2 separate regions of the Mus musculus genome follow, and region 1 is linked to region 2. A link is a contact called in public Hi-C data. All regions are on one chromosome and are shown on one strand. The core of a region is the stretch at or near the end of the contact, and the rest is flanking DNA. Distances in the headings are between cores, read along the strand shown.

What was found. Hi-C and Micro-C count contacts between places; a contact is called where the count stands out from the background.
Region 1: a contact with region 2 is called in a Hi-C map of forebrain, with 2.3 times the contacts expected there. The contact joins the promoter of Tox3 here to the enhancer-like site in region 2. A contact is called at or near these places in 4 of 484 Hi-C or Micro-C datasets (the G1E-ER4 cell line, cerebral cortex, forebrain and 1 more), 2 of 115 datasets of contacts at active chromatin or transcription factors (both in embryonic stem cells) and 2 of 9 other capture datasets (adipose tissue and liver).

What each region holds. Positions count from the first base shown.
Region 1 is chr8:90,346,753-90,350,333 of GRCm38.p6, forward strand. Tox3 (TOX high mobility group box family member 3) reads right to left here and starts at 1,500. Exons shown (of 7, transcript NM_172913.3): 1 at 1,111-1,500. The coding sequence starts at 1,197.
Region 2 is chr8:90,300,679-90,304,655 of GRCm38.p6, forward strand. The region is part of intron 1 of Tox3 (TOX high mobility group box family member 3); the gene reads right to left. Among named protein-coding and RNA genes, the nearest start is that of Tox3, 46 kb to the right of the region's middle. Within about 2 kb of position 1,668, at least 67 of the 459 cell types and tissues checked have an H3K27ac peak or open chromatin away from gene starts, as enhancers often do. A contact at or near this core is called in cerebral cortex, forebrain and palatal mesenchyme, where this site is marked.

The DNA of each region.
Region 1 (3,581 bases), core at 250-2,749, 46 kb after region 2:
CCGGCGCTAGATACAATCCCTCCTCTTCCTGTTATTTATTCATTAGTTTTGTATTGCACCTTTCTTTTGGCTGCCTCTGTATTTCCTCCTCCGTTATCCAAGCAATCATAAACAAACTAGGATTTGAAAGAAAAGTCGGAGAGGAGGGAGGAGCAGGGGGAAGGGGAAACACACACACACACACACACACACACACAACACACACACACACAATCAAAAGGCGCAGGACTCTTTCTCTGAATATCGCCCTCAGGGTTATGTCGCAAAGCTCTGTGGTGGGAGCAGTAGGCAAGGTAGACAACCGGATCCGGGAAGCCCACTGACTGCGTCCAAGGTCCACCTATGACCACCTGAATCGCTTACTCCTGTAAGTTTGTGCGGCAAGAGGTGAGGAAGATGGGGTGACCCTGAGGCATGATGTGGAGCTGCAACTCTGATCTCCATGAAAGAAAAAAAACTTAACCCGCCCTCCTCCGCAAAATAAAATAAAATACGAAAGCCCACTGCCTTAACTCGGAAGAGGCGAGCATCTTGGTCTAGTAGACCAAAGCGCCCTAGAGCAGGGGAAGTAAGAGGCACCTGCTGGGATCCTGCAACTTCAGGCTTCCCAGATCCAGACCCCAGACCCAGCCACACTCTATAAAGTTTGTTCATCTTCTCCAAGCTCCCGGGGACCAGCTCCTGACTGGGTGGGTGAGGTGAGATGGGCTGCGAAGGTATGGAATCTCTGGCCCACGAGATCGGGGACCCCCTACGTAGCGTGTCCCCCCACCCCCATGCACACATAGTAGGGGTGTTGCAATCGAGTTTACTAATAACATCAACAAAGAATCACACGCCAGTCTCGGCTCAGTCCCGGGACTGCGCTTCACACAGCTTTTAGGGGGAGCGGGGGAGGGGACCAGGAGGGCAGAGGGAGCGCCAGCAGAGGGACAAAAAGGTGGGTAGAAAGGGCACGTAAAGAGAAGACGAAAAGAGTTGGTCGGAGACTAAGGCGCACCGAGAAGCCAGCGGGTGGGAAGGAAAGATCAGAAAGAAAGTGCAGCAGGCTAGGCGGGACGAGGGACGCGCCCGGGATGGAGAGGTGGCCCCCGCCCCCGGCCCGGTCACCTTGCTGTAGCCGTAGTACCCCAGGCACTGCGCGAAGTCCAGGCCGGCTGGGTCCCCGGCCGCCGCGGGGTAGAACCTCACATCCATGCCGGGGCCGGGGGCTGGGGGCCGGGGCTGGAACTCGCCGGGGCCGCTACCCGCCTCCTCGCGGCCGTACGATCCACCGTCGAGGACGCCCGGCCGGGGGCGCCCGGGGACAGCGCACGGGCCGTGGGACTGTAGGGGCGTCGCGCGGGGGCCGCCGACGAGCCCGGGAGCTGCGGCTGCAGCACACAAAGGCGCGGCCACGCGAGCCGCGGGAGAGCGGGAGGCGGCCCGAGGGACGCGCCCCACCGGGACACCGAAGCTGGCTGCGCGCGGGCCGGGCGCCCGGGGCGCGGGGCGCAGCGCGTGGGCCCGGGACGGCCGGCGAGCTCAGGTGCGCGGCGAAGCTGGGACGGCGGCGGCGGCAGCGGCGGCGGCTGGCCCCGCTCCTCCTCCCCGGGCGGACTGAGCCGAGGAGCCGCGGAGACAAGGGGCCCGGCCCCTCCCCTGCCGCTCCCCCTCCTGCCGCCGCCGGTCCCCTCCCCGCGCCGCTGCCGCTCCGCCCCTCCCACCGCGGGCAGCTGGCGCGCCGCCCGCCCCGCCGGTGCGCTCCGCCGCCGACCGCCTCCGGGCTCGCGCCCCGCCCCGCGCCCCGTGCAGCCCCGGCCACCGCGCGCTCCTCTCCCGGCCTCTCACCGTCCCACCCCTTCCCTCCCCGGTCCTCTTTGTCCCCGCGGCCTCACCGCTCTCCCCGCTCCCGGGCCTCCCTCGGCCTCCCCGCTGCTGCCAGCACCGTCCCTCCTCGAGTCCCACTCTTCTCCCGTGCGACCCTCGCTTCCCTTGGCCCCAGCATCCCAAAACCGTCCACTTCTCACCCAGCCCTCTCTTCTGCCCCTACCACCTCGTCCCAGTTCTTGCTGGTGGGGGACCTGTTTCCCAATCCCTCTACCCTACTTACTCTTCTACTTGGATATCCCCGGTATAGACTCAGCCCAGAAACTAACCTGTGCAGGTGGCTCCTGAGCCAGGAGCCGGAACCCCATGTACACCTGTGGTCTTTACCAGAGGGGTGTTAGGGCCTGACCTTTCACAAGTAAGCAGACTTGAAGCTTCCCAGGTTAAGCCTCAAGTCCGGTCTCTTTGTATTTTCTTTACTCTTGTTTGTTTTCGAAAGGCATTTGAGTAACTGGATCTAGGCGGATCACTCGCTGCTCTCCTAGAGAAAATGTCCCTCTTTTCCTAAAAGGTTCTGGGTGATTAACTTCCCCACGCTGCACCCACCCACCCTCTTATTTCTTTCTCTTTCTTTTAATCTACATTTCTCTCCCCCCACCCTCCGCCCCCATACCCCCACCATCACCACCACCCTTGGCTTTATTGCTCTGAGTTAATTTGAAAGTTTGGCCTTCAGCCTTGGCGCTAGAAAATGTTGGCTGAGCTGTGAGATCTCCCTTTCTCGGTTCAGTTATCTGCGAACTACTTTGAACTAGAAGGGAAAGATGTTAAACTATTTCAACTGACAGTCTCTAAAGGTGTGGGGCCTGGATCACTTCGCTGGTCTGGGACCTGAACTTTTCCAGACATGCACGGATTTCTAAGTGTTCTCCAGCTTGCAACACCTATGTGTACCTTCCTTCACTCAATACTATACTTCAGGAACCAAGCAAGAAAAATAAACTTCAATTAGGTGGAAATGTGTGTGTGTGTGTGTGTGTGTGTGTGTGTGTGTGTGTGTGTGTGTGTGTGTGTGTGTGTGTTCTTAGCAGAAACTTGTCAGGGGACTGCCTAAGAGAGCCCTGTGTATTCAGAGAAGGAACAACTCCCCACATTGTCACTGGGTTGACTCTTAATTCCCCCCTCCTGAAGAGGCTTTGGTCCCCTCTCCTGAGTCTCCATTTACTGTTGACAACCCAGCGGCGCTCCCTAATGGCCCAGCGGGTTGCACAAATTGGCAGTGTGCTGAGATGTTATCAGGACAACACCCCATTGAGTAAGTTCTTGAAACGGTGAAGTGGAGGCCCTTTCTCTGGGCCACTGGGCGCCTGTGGCCTTTCCACCAATCAGAACTAGAGGTTGCAGTGGCCACCTGTTGTCCCGAAAGAGAACATCTTTTAAGTTTCACTATGAGTATCTAACAATAGTGGCAAAGTGCAGGGTCTGACCAAGGGAGAGAAGAAACCGCTGGCCCAGGGTACCAGAAAAGAATATTCCTACCGGGTAACCCTTAAAGGGAGCAAGCATCAAAGGCCGGGCAGATGAGCTTTTCTCTCTGCACACTCCTATCTCTCCCTCACCTTACAGTCTATCTGCCTTGCATCTCAAGCAATCTGAGCTTGATTACAGAGGATGAAGTAAAGTATAAACAAAGTTGCCGAGGGAGAACCTGAAGTTGTAATCAGACCTCCTGAATCTGGCACATAAATACTCTGCTGCAGAAATCCCACTAG
Region 2 (3,977 bases), core at 418-2,917:
TGATCCTAAACCAAAACTCATCTAGACATTATCCAATTTAAGTCATGGGGGAGCAGGCAGAAGACTGCCTTCAACCTCCATCCAGCGCACTGAAACTAGGATACTATGTTTTCTTTCATTTATTCATTAACGTTTTAGTAGAAGCGATTCTGAGCATGCTGCCACCCCTCATCAATGTTCACACAACAGCACCCCGGAGAAGAGCCCCTATCCAGTTCCACTGAATGATGCTCAGGTGGATCAGATTCTACCTATCGATTTCGCTCATTCCTTTTCAGACTAAAGACTTCTTTAAAAGCCTACATAAAATTGTAACTGGGAGCTTTAAAAACATGTAAAATACCATATAATCAAGATTGTTTAAATGTATAAAACTGTCAAGCAGATTATCCTTCATGCAATTCAAATGAGCCTTTGGGAGACAGAATTAACTGAGGGCAAACAAGAGCTTAACTCTAAAAGACAAAGAGTTGGCTTCTATCAAGTTGACACTTCCAGATAAGACACAGCATTACAGCAGGTTACACTCGTAATAATAATTTTTGATTGGCATATCATTTGCCACTAACTACTGCCTGGCTCCCACCGAGCACAGGCAGCATACTATAAACTGTTATGAAAGATGTCTTTGTATTGTTCAATATTTACAGAATATGTTATTTTATAAATGCTCCAGTTGGCAGAGGTAAAAAAAAAAAAAAAAAAAAGAAATCCCCCCCAAAAGCCAAAACAACAACGACAACAAAAGCATTAAAATATTTCAGATTATAATGATCCTTTGCCTTAAAAAAGAAGTGCTTTCATAAGACAGGTGACAATTCTGTTCAGAACATTTCACACCCAGACTCAGCAAATGCTCAGTGGTAAAAACAGAATTGCTTTGTTCAGCTGCACACAGAGATTTCTACATCGCCTCTGTTTGTGTATCCCTGAATATACTCTTTCAGACCCCACTCTCACGGAACGCAAAATCAATTTTCTTTTGGACCCCAAAGAAGGCAAAAAAAAAAAAGAGTGAGATCTGGTCTAATGATTTTAATCTTTTAAATAAACATGAACTGAACTTGGAACACAAGCTCTTCTCTAAAGAAAAGATCTTTGTTCAGAAAGGTCTCTTTCAGCATGTGAACAGCTAAGGCCAGGGACACGGCCCAACCTGGAAAACATGGTTAAATACACATCTACACGGATATTCCTTTAAAAGAAACAGCTAATGTTTAAACACTCACAGGCACACATGCAAAACCACAACCAAATGGTCTTGCCCCAAAAGCAGGCTGATGTTTAGTTTAATTTTTGAAGCAAATTAGGTTCTCCCAATTCAATTTTCAACAAATAGAAAATGAGAAACAGAAAACTATAACATAAAACTTTTATGGCTGCTTTGCTTTTTAAAAAAATAAATAAATAAAAGCAGCACACTCGTGTTTATGAAGTAGAAGTCTCTTAGCCTCAAAAGGAGAATCATTCTAAAAATCACAGCCCTTCAGGATCCTCCCAAACACCTCCCCAGCATGGCCCTTGCAGAGGCAGTTTCAGTTCTCCTAATAGTTATTGTTTGTAGCACTGTAACTAAGTACATTACCAACCAGTTGTTCAATCTATATAAATTTAAGCAACACACATTGCCAAGGAGTGACTCATACATCAGTCTATTATATGGTACAGGGCTGACTGTATTAAACAAATCACTCTGCCTACAGCTGAAGAATGGGAGCTATATACAGAGCAGAGGTTATTGTCTAATTTAAATCTTGGCTCGCTTCCCAGTGCTGTACAAGATTCCAATTTGTGGAAATGTTGCTCCTTGCTACTGCCAGAAAGGCTGCAGAAAAACGGCACTGGGAGCCTTCCAGAAATATGTCTGCAAAATGCCAATCAACAAGTCGCTGAAGATTAACAGTATGACTGTACCAAATTAATTTAAATTATAGAAACATATGGCTAAGATGTTTGCGTTGCGCTTAAGACAACACCTACCTCACAAAGAGCTAGGTTTGTTCCAGGGTAGAAAATAATACTCCAACATTCAGATTACTGCAAAATGTGAACATCGGCTGATAAATGGGGAGCTAGCTGCTCTCACAGAGGCCACCGTTTTCAATACTTAGGGTCTTACCTTTCATATATTCTAAACATATGGGTTTTGGTAACAAGATATTCCTTCCCACAAATATACAAAGAAAATAATCAACATGATTCCACTACTGAAAACAAATTGTTCTCTCTCTAGAAAATTTTAGCTTTCTTGAGATTCACCATAGAGCCCAGAGGATGAAGCAATCCACTACGCATTACTCCCATTCTAAAATACGATATTAGACCAAGAATTGAATATACAGCCAAGAAAAACTCGCCAATTACATGACCAAATCGTGAAATTCAAAAGACAACACAATTTATACGCCGCCAGCTGCTCTCAATGGGTATTATATTCATGCTGCTCCCTTTATTTCCATGGGACTCTTTAATATATACAATCACGTCATCAGCCGAAGGGGGGCGGGAATCCAGGGCACTTCGGGCCGTAGTTACACACTAGCGTGTGCTGTATTTCAACTAAATAGGAAGGGAACTGTTTCCTGTCTCTCTCCACTGCTTTTCTATTATTGCCTAGCTAATGGAAATACATCAAACAAATGTTCTACATGAGCAATAAATATTAAAGTTGACCTATCCATCTGGGAGAGATGAGAACAATACCGCTCACTTTTAGCCCAAATATGACACTGATAAATGAAGCGATGAGATTCCATCACACTTCCAACAACCTGAGCTGGGAGCCCCAGCATGATCCTGGTCCCCGCAATTTTCTTCATTCATCTTCATTAGGCAGTCACTTGACCTGCCTCCCAACATCCCTGTCAACTCAGACCTGCAGGGATGGAGGAAGTCTCTAATGATGTAGCCTAAATATGTTCTTCATGATTTTAAAAAGAGAGAAGGGGGGGGGGAACCCACCAACAACAAAACAAAGTAGATGAAGGCCTTGATGAGCAAGGTAGAGGGCATAATTCCTCCGCAAGCAAAGAGACATCAAATGTTCCTCATGATTAAAAGAGAAACCACAGCACAAAAACCGGTCCACACAGCAACCCTGTTGCCAGCTCATTGGCCACCATGGCAGGGAATGTCCTCCAGGTGTGCCTATGAGTACCCAGAGCCATCAAAAGACAATTACGTATTCAAACGAAGGATGTTCGCAGGGCCTTATCACAGATGTAGAAATGCCTTCCATTTCCTTCCTCAATCACAGTTTCAAGTGAGCTGGAACAAGAAAGGAGGACATTCTTCCCCTAACACAATGAGCGAGCTCCATCACATTAGCAGTTCTACATTACAGCCCCATTATTTTCTATTTCGACGGCAGAATAAGAGAGGTGCTGATTTGATTATTCCATAATAGTGAAAATGAATACCAATGCAATATAAAATTGCTATTATAACACAGAGCTACTAATAGGATTCACAAGACCCTTTGGAAATTAGGTTTTACAACTATGATCACAGGGGTAAAATTAGAAAGCCAGTAAGCAACAGAAGGGAATTAGGTGTTCCACACCAGAGTCCCGGCGATTCACACAGCTGCTCGCACGAAGCCAGGCGGCATTTACTTTTAAATGACCTGCGAGATGCAGACCTTGCGTATTCCTGGAGAGACATCCCTTCAAGACAAGTTTCCAGGTACACACAATGTTAAGTAAAACTTTGTGGAAGTGTGGCAAAAACACAAGGTTTACTGATTTCAAAGCAAAACCATAAGTGAGCTAACAGTAGAAAGAGTATGAAGAATTCAATTCGTAAGGACCAGACCGGTTCAAAAGATCAACAGCAAACAAAATGTAAAATAAACAAGCCTAAGGATTTTGGAGGAAAGAGCCTCACTTCCTCAACTCAAATAACAGGGATGCGAAGTCTCCATGTGGTTACTTGTGACCCCTATCCCCACTCCCAGTAGTACGCAGAACCCATGACCC